2 separate regions of the Ovis aries genome follow, and region 2 is linked to region 1. Evidence: chromatin contacts called from public Hi-C data. All regions are on one chromosome and are shown on one strand. The core of a region is the stretch at or near the end of the contact, and the rest is flanking DNA. Distances in the headings are between cores, read along the strand shown. Region 1 holds the start of DMAC2L (distal membrane arm assembly component 2 like). Region 2 holds the start of MAP4K5 (mitogen-activated protein kinase kinase kinase kinase 5).

What was found. A called contact is a pair of places that touch in the nucleus more often than the background predicts.
Region 2: a contact with region 1 is called in a Hi-C map of tail adipose tissue, with 6 times the contacts expected there. The contact joins the promoter of MAP4K5 here to the promoter of DMAC2L in region 1. A contact is called at or near these places in 14 of 16 Hi-C or Micro-C datasets (blood, hypothalamus, liver and 7 more).

The regions. Positions count from the first base shown.
Region 1 is chr7:41,454,392-41,459,338 of ARS-UI_Ramb_v3.0, forward strand. DMAC2L (distal membrane arm assembly component 2 like) reads left to right here and starts at 2,058. Exons shown (of 5, transcript XM_004010512.6): 1 at 2,058-2,117. L2HGDH (L-2-hydroxyglutarate dehydrogenase) reads right to left here and starts at 1,960. Exons shown (of 9, transcript XM_042252308.1): 1 at 1,743-1,960. The coding sequence starts at 1,882.
Region 2 is chr7:41,661,740-41,666,686 of ARS-UI_Ramb_v3.0, forward strand. MAP4K5 (mitogen-activated protein kinase kinase kinase kinase 5) reads right to left here and starts at 2,354. Exons shown (of 32, transcript XM_027971724.3): 1 at 2,152-2,354. The coding sequence starts at 2,259. It overlaps LOC121820086 (collagen alpha-1(I) chain-like), which reads right to left. Exons shown (of 5, transcript XM_042253122.2): 2 at 3,455-3,590; 3 at 3,281-3,335; 4 at 2,575-3,030; 5 at 2,259-2,368. The coding sequence ends at 2,266.

The sequences.
Region 1 (4,947 bases), core at 808-3,307:
ACAGCATTAAAAAAAAAAAAGAGCATATTCTATACAAGTAAAATCCAGCTGAAAGAATATAAGACATTATTTATCATAGCAACAAAACAATAAGGGAATCTAAGAATTAACCTAAGAAAAAACGAACTTCACAGAGAAAAATTTTAAACTCTATTAAATAACAAAGGCGTGTGTGTGCATGCTCAGTCGTGTCCAACTCTTTGCCATCCCATGGAGAATACTCCTCTGTCCATGGTATTATCCTGGCAAGAATACTGGAGTGGGTTGCCATTTCCTCCTCCAGGGGATCTTCTGGACCCAGGGATCAAACCTGTGTTTCCTCCCACTCCTGCACTGACAAGTGGATTCTTCTACTGAGCCACCTGGGAAGCTCCTAAATAACAAATGAGTATGCATAAATGAAAAGATATGCCAAGTTCATGGATGGGAAAACTCAAAATTATAAAGAAGCAATTCTCCTCCAAATCTATCTACCTAATATAATTTCAATTTTCAAAATAATCTTTTAAGATACTAAATGTTATATAGAATAAAGTCTGTAAGTAGTGAAGCAATTAAAAAAAAACGAGTGCATGGAAAACTGATGAAAATCTGAACAAGGTCTATGGATTGTGCTAATATCCTTTTCCTTGTTTTGACAGTTATTACAGTTAGGTAAGATGTTGGAGCAAATTGGGTGAAAAAGGGTACATGAGAGCTCTCTGGTCTGGGTTTTTGTGGGTTTTCTTTGGGAAGGGGGACTTCCTATGGATCTTTAATCATTTCAAAATTAAAAAAGTATAAACAAAACCTTCACTAACCTTACTTTTCTTCCCTTAAGAAAAGGTTCCCAAAAGAACACGATGAATCACAAATCCTATTCCACACTAATTCCCCTCCAACCCACTAATACACAGCAGCCAGAATCAACTTTTGAAACATCAACATTTAATCACGTCTTTAAAAGTCTCCCAGAGCCCTTAGAATAAAATTCCACGTGCAGTTAAAGCAAAACCTCTGCTGTGATGTAACCCCTCTCCGGTGTCTTTCCACACCATCCTCTGTTCCGCCAAGCTCCACTCACACTCATGTTGCCCACATGCTAGTTCCCGAAAAAGAGCCAAGAGCTTTCCAGCTTTGAAACCTTCGCATAAACCGCTCCCCATACAGAGAGCAGGTAAAAAACAGTAATTTCATACGTGATCTCCACATTTCAAATCACAGGACGCTGAATTCTGCAGGGTTTGATTAGCAGCTGAGCTGCTTCTCATACGGACAACTCTATGCAGCCGTGTGTGTGCCAGGGAACGGAATGATTTAAGACCGGTTTCAGATGTTCCAAGTAACATCAGGAAGACCAGCGAACAAACAGCACGTTTAATTGCTTACAGTGTGTGAGGTCCTTTTAATCCTCAAAACGACCACTTGCGCGAGAGACTAGGTTCCGATTCACAACTGAGCCTTAAAGGAGCTTAAGCAACCCGCCCAGGGTTGAATGGGAAGCGGTGGAGTTGTATTCAAAGCCAGGACTGTTCTTGACCTCTACTCGACACTGCCTTTCTTATTCTTCTCCTCTCGCCCACAAGCCTACGAGTGATCCAGCCAGATAGCTCCTGGGATCTGAGGCTGGAGCCCGGGCTTCACAGGATCCCGACCTTCTCTCTCGCCGAGGACAGCGAAGAAGAGCAGAGGCAGAGGTCCAGCACTAGGCACCTCCAAGAGAGGCAGCGCAGACCGCGGGGGGCGGGCCAGCGGGTACTCACCTGGTGCTGGCTCTGCGGCCACCCTGGCACAACAGCCGGGATTTCCCCGACGCGGGTGTGCGCGCCGCGGAGAAGCCCCCGGGGAAAATCCCGCGGGCCCGTCCGCAGACACTGCCCAGGTAACGCAGCGCGGGTCCCATCGTCTGGGCCCCTTTCCCTGCCTCAAGCTCTAGAAGCCAGCCCTTGAGACCTGCAATGCCCGCGTCCCAGCGCCCTCTAGCCCCGCCCCCCAGGCAGAGGCCAATGAAGGGCGCACCTTCGCCCCACGTGGGCGCAGCCGCCAGTGGCCAATGGACGCGCGCGGCGGAGGGCGAAGGGCAGGCCTGCGCCGCCGTAGACGCTGGGGACGCCAGCTTGCTCCTTCCTTTTGCCGCCGTGAGTAGAGGAGCTAGGCCCCGAGAGGGGCGGGACTAGTGGTGGTCACCCTCTCCCCTTTCCCTTCTCCCATCTCTGGGCTAACTGAAAATCTGGCCCGCCGAGTCAGGCGTCCTCGACCTGCACAGCCCAGCGGACTTGGCGCCGCAGGACAAAGTCTGGGGATGATGATGGTGAAAATTCTCGTTAGGGCAGGCCCAGAGGCCCTCCTTTCCTCCAGCTAGGCCCCGCCCCCTCGACCCCTCCCCGCGTCCCTCGTGGCTCCGCCCTCTCAACCTCGCCTCTTCCTAGCCCCGCCCCACGTCCCTAGCGGCTTCTTGCGGAGAACCTCTGTCTCCAATGAGTCTCCTACAGAGCGGAGTGCTCACTAAAGGGCACAGTCCAGCCCCAACCTTCTCCAGACCGAGGCTCTGTCATGGCGACGCCTGATAGTCTGCTGTTTTCTGGCCATCCATATATGTGGCTCCTGACATGTCATTCATTATTGGTCTTGTAAATATTGAGCGCATAAATGAAACAGACTGCTCGGTCTCTGCCGTCATTTAGCGATCTGTTTCCTTTTTTTTTTTTTTTTTTTAATACTGGCCTGGTTTTAAATATGCTTTGCAGGCCTGGAAACAATGATTCACCTGTGCATGTCACTTCACCCCTGTTTAGCTATAAAATGAGGGAAGCAGGCTCTGTAGTCTCTGAAAGACCTGTGTCAGATTACGTGATCCTCTAGCTCTGTGCCTAACACCTGTTGTCAGCGTTTGATGGAAGGCTTTGTTTTTTGTTTTTTGTTTTTTAATTTTTAGGGTCAGGACAGCTGAGCAAAACAAAAATAGAACGATGTAACTTTATTACTGTATTTGGATTTAGTGGTAAAGAATATGCTTCCAGTGCCAATGCAGGAGGCGCAGGTTCAGTCCCTGGGTCCGGAAGATCCCCTGGAGTAGGAAATGGCAACCCACTCCAGGATTTTTGCCTGGAAAACTCTGTGGACAGAGGAGCCTGGCGACCTGCAGTCCATGGGGTGGCAAAGAGCCGGACACCACTGATCACCCCATGGGCACTGACTTTATTGCTGGGAAAACTTACTTGCCTGTCTGAATTTGGCTCCAGTTATTAGTCACATAGCTTGGGAAAGTGGAGTCACCCCTTTCCCTCAGCCCCTCCTGTGTGAACTATGAGTGATGTAGGGTCCCCCTCATAGGACTTTTTATGAGCAAGATAAGGCTCATCAGATGTTTAGCACAGTAAAATGCTCAATAAAATGATGGTTTTTATTATGTTTATATGGTTTTTATCACTTGGATAGTTATGCATATTTTCTTTGTGAAAATAATGTGGAATGTTGCCTGCTTGTTCATCACAAATGAAAAATAAGATATTCATTTTTAGTTTTTAATTTTTTATTAGAAAATTTCTTAATTTGAATTTTGAGTTAATTGTAGATTTCCATGCAGTTGTAAGAAACAGTAGAGATCCTGTGTACCCTTTACACAGTCTTCTCAAATAGTAACATCTTGTAAAAGTTTGATACAACAGCATAACCAGGAACAGCCCATGGATCTTATTCAGATAGCCTGTTTTGCATTTGTGTTTGTGTTTAGTCCTGTACAGATTTTATCACACCTGTATAGATTCTCCTTCTTCTTATTATTATTAGTATTATTTTTGGTCATGCAATGGGGCTTATGGAATCTTAGTTCTCTGACTATGGATGGAACTCTGAACCCTGGCAGTGAGAGTGTCCCAACCACTGGACCGCCAGGGACCTCCCCATGTGTAGAATGTTGTAGGCAAGCTACAACACAGATCCATCACCACCAAGATCCCTCCAGCAAGGCACCCTCTTACCCATTCTGTTCTCACTTTCTAAAATTTTGACATGTCAAGAATGTTACATAAACAAAATTATATAGTATGTAACTTTTTGGAATTGACTTTTTCACTTAGCATTATCCCATGAGAGCCATCCAAATTGTTGCATGTATTGATAGTTCATTCTGTCTTATTGCCGTGAAGTATTTCATGGTATGAATGTACTACAACATGCTTAACCATTCACCCTTTGGAGGATAACTGAGTTACTTCTAGTTTTTTGACTATTTCGAATAAAGCTGCTATGAAACTTAGTGTACAGCTTTTTGTGTGAGCCTGTTTTTGTTTCTCTGGGATAAATGCCCAAGAGTCCAATTGCTGGATCATCTGATAAGCACATGTTTAGCTTTGTAAGTGCCAAACTCCTTTCCAAAGTGGCTGTACCATTTTACATTCCCACCAGCAATGTTGAGTGATCGAGTTCCTCTTCAGTGTCGCCACCTTTTGGTACTATCACTATTTTTTATTTTAACCATTGCACAGGATTGTAGTTGATTTATTACTAGGTTGAGTATAGAATTATACAATCTAGGGTCTGTGGTCAGGCTTTCATGAGTCAGTCCATAGTAGTAACTGTTTTACTCTTCTGTGATTTTGAGCCTGTACTTCCTAGTTTAGCAAAGTGAAAGAACTCAAAATACACATGTACTTTTTATAAAATTTTCTCTGCTTAGCTTCTCGCCTAGTCTTGACTGTACATTAATTTGTTTCCTCTCGATTATCTCAAATCAAGAGCTCACCTTACATTCATTGACCCTGTAATGTCTTTGGCTAAAGACATTTGTTTTCTGGCCACCACACCCTCCTGAAGCTAAGAATTCATGTTCACCTTCCATCTAGGTCAGAACCTATAAGAAGTTAGTTCAGTGAGTGTCAAGTGATACTGGCCTAGGGTGACTTTGGGGACCTTTGCTTCTATTCCTAAGGAAGTGCTCTGTCACTCTATTTCACTAGACTCTAGATA
Region 2 (4,947 bases), core at 1,104-3,603, 210 kb after region 1:
TGTGAGCAGCAGGAATAGCCAGAACAAAGGCCCAAAGGTAGGAAGATGTACATTCTGTTTAAGAAAGAGCAGGCAGGCCAGTGTTGCTAGAAGACAATGAAGGAGGGGGAAAAGTAATAAATGAGGCCAGAGAGAGAATGCGGAAGGTCTGTCTAGGGCCTCCTGGAAGAGCATTGGAGTAAGGCTTTCCTGGACAGTTAGGATAATAACAGTTGGAAATTTAGGAAGGAGGTGATTCCAGGTAATTAGACCAAAAGAGAACAAAAGACAAGGAACCAGGATTTTGAGGATGTTTAGGAATCAGCAACTGCTTGCTGCGGAATGAATATACACATAAAGTGAGGGAGCATGAATATAAGAGAAAGGGATCATGTGTGAGCTGACAGTTGAAGGTGCTGTATGATAAATATTCAGTCTTTGATCCTCTGTTTAGGAACTGTAGAAGAGAGATAGGGCAGGGAGGCACCAGGGTAAAAAGTAATCTTAGCTGCCCCCTTAATATAACCTTTTGCTTTCCCTGGCAAGGATAAAACCCTGCTCCAGATAACTGCTTTAGTTAGCTGTTATATTTATAAAGAAAAATGGTAAAAGTCTTGGGATTTCTGTGGGGAACACTTCAAATGTTCTTGTAGTAGGAAGGAGAGAAAATATACAAGAACTGGAATTCAGATTACTGTATTATTAACATGAACTGAATTGATGATGAACAACTGTATGATTAACATTAACTAGTAATACATAGTGAATCATAAACAGAAGATGACTAAAAAGCGGGACTGAGAAAGCAAATAGGAATTTCAAGTTTTTAAAGATCATTCCACAAAATGGCTAATTCATGAATAAACAAGAGTTAACTATACCTCTAATTCTATATAAAGAGGATTCTGGATTCTATTATAATTATCCACTTTGAATTAAAATTATTCACAAGGCAAAAGCTGGATCCTTCCTCCCAATTCAACATACCATACAGAACAGTACCTAGTACAGAAGATGCAAATGCTTGCTTAAATAAAAATCCTACCCTTTACTTTTCATCTCAATAGAATCAGTGTTAGAGCTGTCTTAGCACAACCTCAAATTGTTACTATTAATAAGGAGGATATTAACAAAAACAGAAGTTAGGAAGAAAGGATGATTTTCTTCCATATTACCACCTATGCAAAACAACATACCCCAGAGGATTCTACTGGTTAATTAACCATATAACACAAGGCCAGTTTCAAGGACAAGCAGGAGTGTTACTTGGAATAATGGCATACATAACATGATTAAATCCAATAAACAAAGCTGTTCCAAATCCAGGAAAATTTCCCGCAATACATCCACAAGAGTTGCAGTAGAGATTCCTTTTTGAAACACAACAAAAAGCATAAGACAATCCGAAACAATCTCTTTCATCTTGATCCTTCAAGAACTCAGTGAACTTGGGGAACCGGGTTTGCGTCTCTTTATGTTTTTTCAAATCTCAAATTGAGAGTAACATCCTCATCTTTCGTTCCAAATAAAGCAAACAAGTACAATTAAAAGGACAGCAGCTCTTAACCACTCTTGGTCATGGGATGTTATAAATTCCAAAGAGAGGAACTGCTAAAGTAGAAAAAGGAATCACCTGATACAAATAACGAAACTTCTGCCGGGAAAAGCATTGTTCTACATAAGATAATGTTTGTGCCCAAGCCACTTTTTAGACTGCTTACAGATAAAACTGAAGAGGAGGGATTTCACAGGACTTTTAAAACCACGATTATCCATCAAAAAGTTTTCTTATGCAAATGTCGGAATGTCAATATACTTTCTGGTCTCCCGACTTCCAGGAAGCATTTTTCCATGCTAAGACAAGAACATTTTCAAGTGCAACTCCCCAAGCAGATTCGAACTCCCCTGGATACCACAAATAAGCATGAAAACAGCCTTTATACCACAAAAAAGTACAAAGGTAGTTTGCAAAGGTGTGATTAGTTCTGCTTGTTGGAGCGATTAGAGCAAGCAGTGAATAGAAGGTGCCCTGAAACCGAGCACACTGAACCACGGCCGCGGCATCTCCAAGATGCAATGATAAAAGCATCCTGCCCCCTCCTCATACTCCCCAGAAAGTGGCCTATTCCAGGAAGCCCGCTGACCGCAGGAAAAGAGTCCGGCCGGCCTCACCTTATAGACGTCCCCGTAGGTGCCGCTGCCGACCCTCTGAACGAGCTCGTAGTCCTGCTGCGGGTTCCGCCTCAGGATGTCGGCCCCAGGCCGCAGAGGGGCCTCCATCTTCACTCAGGGCCCGGCCCCCGCCGGCTCTGCCCGCGGCGCCCCGATTCCCGCTAACGAGGACGAGCGGCGCCGCTTCCCAACATGGAGCCTCTGCCCGCAACTCCGCCTGCACGAGGGACAAGCAGAGGCTACAATCCCGAGCGGCCCAGCCCCTTCCCTTCCGCCCGTCCGGGGACCGCGGACCAGCCGGCCTGGAATTGTCCCTGGCGCCCCGCCGCCGCGTTCCGGCCGCGGCCCTTCCCCCTCCCAGGCCGCCCGCGAACTGCCGGACCGGGTCTGCCCGCCCGCGGGCGCTCGGGGTCGGCAGGATACCTCAGGGGGGCGGCCCCGCTCTTTGTTGAGCGCCGCGCCCGGGACCTACTTCCTCGCCCGCGCCTGCGTCCTGCTTCCCGGCTCCCGCCGGCCGCTCCAGGTCCCGCGCCGCCACCGCCGTCGCCTCCCGCAGCACCGCACGTCCTCTCGCGGGCGGCCGAGGCGCGTACCGTCGCCGCCGCCGCCGCCGCACCACGTTCCCCACCCGGGGCTGCGTCACCGGGAGACACGTTCCCGGCCAGCGTGGGTCGGGCGCCCAGAGGCCCGCCCGAGCGCGCCGGCCGCGGGGCCAGAGTGCCGCCCTGAGGCCTGCTCGGGACACGACACTCTCCCGGCCGGGCCGCCGCGCCCCCTCGCCCGGCGCGTCCCTCCGGGCCGGGCTCTGCTCCCCACCCGCGGGTGTTAGGGACGCCCCCGGTGCATTCGTGGGCGGACGCGCCTCGGCTAAACCGCCCCCTGCTTTGTCAGGTAAACTTGGAGAGTGACGGGTAGCGGGAGAAGGGTGGGCACGAGGGAGACGGGAACGCGGCCCCCGCCCAGTTCAGAGAAGGTACGTTGAGGGCACTGGGCCAGGAGTCAGCTGGCAGTGGGGCGCCAGGAAAGGAGGTGGGAAGTGCCAGGTTAACTAAATCGCGGCACACCCTACTGCACCGTCCTGTTTTGCAAATCATTCCCAGTGGTACCAGTTTGAGGCTTCCCTACACACCTGCGCAACCTGTCTTCTGTGAGTTTTCCCGAGACATTTCTGAAAGTCTGAATTCCTAGGAAGTCTCAGTGGCCAGTATCCCAGTTGGGCACACGCGGTGTCTCAATGCGGATATTGCTCCTTTATTTGAGTCAGGAGCTTTGCAGAAGCTGAGACAGAATTAGGGACCACAACCTGGTTCTGGTTCTACCGCTTCCTCAGTATGTGACCCGGGACAAGAAAGACGTCGGATTTGGCAATATCTCCCTGTCTGCAGCTTGAAGAGGATAGGGTTTTGCCTCTGACACCCAAGAGAGTGTTTATAAAGCATCTTACAGGATTATAAAGAGGGTTATCAAAATATGAGGTTTAAAAATATTTCACAATGTACAAAATATGGAACAGGAGTTTAGGGAAGTAATTTGGCTGGTATTTCGCAGGCTGTTTGCGGTTTCAGTTCTGGTCTTGTTCTGAAGGTAGAAATAACCTTACCAGTTTGTATACTGGCAAAGTTATTTCTAGAGCCCCGTGAAGGTTTGAACAAAAAAGCCAGTTTAACAGTTGGCCAATGCATTTGAAAAATCACAAAAGTGCAAGTTGTGGATGTTGCCTTGTGGCTTTGAATATCCAATTCAATTCCATTCTTGGCAGTGTACTCCTTGTTGGTCATTGTAATCAATTGCATAATGTAGAAATTCAATTCACACCTTAACAGGACAGGGAAGATATGTATTTTCTTGTGCTCTCTGCACAAAGGGCACTTATTTAGGGAACATAAGTAAGCTCAGACTTACATGTTCTATGGACAAAGCCTATGTGTTTGCTGCATTGAAAAAATTGTTGAAGAACAGTTCCTTCTTTCAAAGCTTCTTGGCACTTGTTTTGGTGGGCAAATACTTTTGGCTTCAATGACTTAAAATCTTTTCAAATGTTCTATTGGTATCCTAGTACTTATTTACTGTCATAGATTCTTATTTTTCCCTTTGACCCTATAAGCATTAATCCTTTTTCTAGTCTATAATTTATTAATACTTGCATTACTCCTCAGAGAATTTGAGGCAGAATACAGAAAATGCATTCTATAACATAAGATAAAAATGAGGAAATAGGTATGATGTTAAAGAAAGGAAGAATGGGATACCAGAACAATACAACAAATTGGCCGAAGCAGAAAGTTTTATAGTGTTTTTGAGATCATAATAAACCAGTTGATCAAGAGAGAGGTGCATCTTTTCCTGTTACTAAGAGTTTAAGAAAACTTATCTCATGGGCCTTCCTAAAGTGGAAACTCTGAATTCCCTCTTTGAAACAAATATCTTTCTGACAATCTTTTAGGCATGTTATTCTTGAAACACAGTGTTTGATATGAATGAGGCAATAAAAAGTTTGAGGTCATAGGCTTCATCAAGACCCTGAAGTGCCATACTTTATGTTGCCAGTAATGGCAGAGACATACGCTTTGACCATCAACCCAGAGCTGGATAGTATGGAAAAAGTCAAGATTCTATGTGGTGATTCAGAAATGTCTGCCATAATCATTACTTTACTCATAATACAACCATTCCAAGGAAAAAACATCTGCTTTATACTAACTTCAAGAGAATTTAAAAAATTTTAAATACTAGTTAATTTTATCAAGGTCAGTGAAGTCATAGCTTGTGTGTTAAATATTACATGGTTAGTAAAGA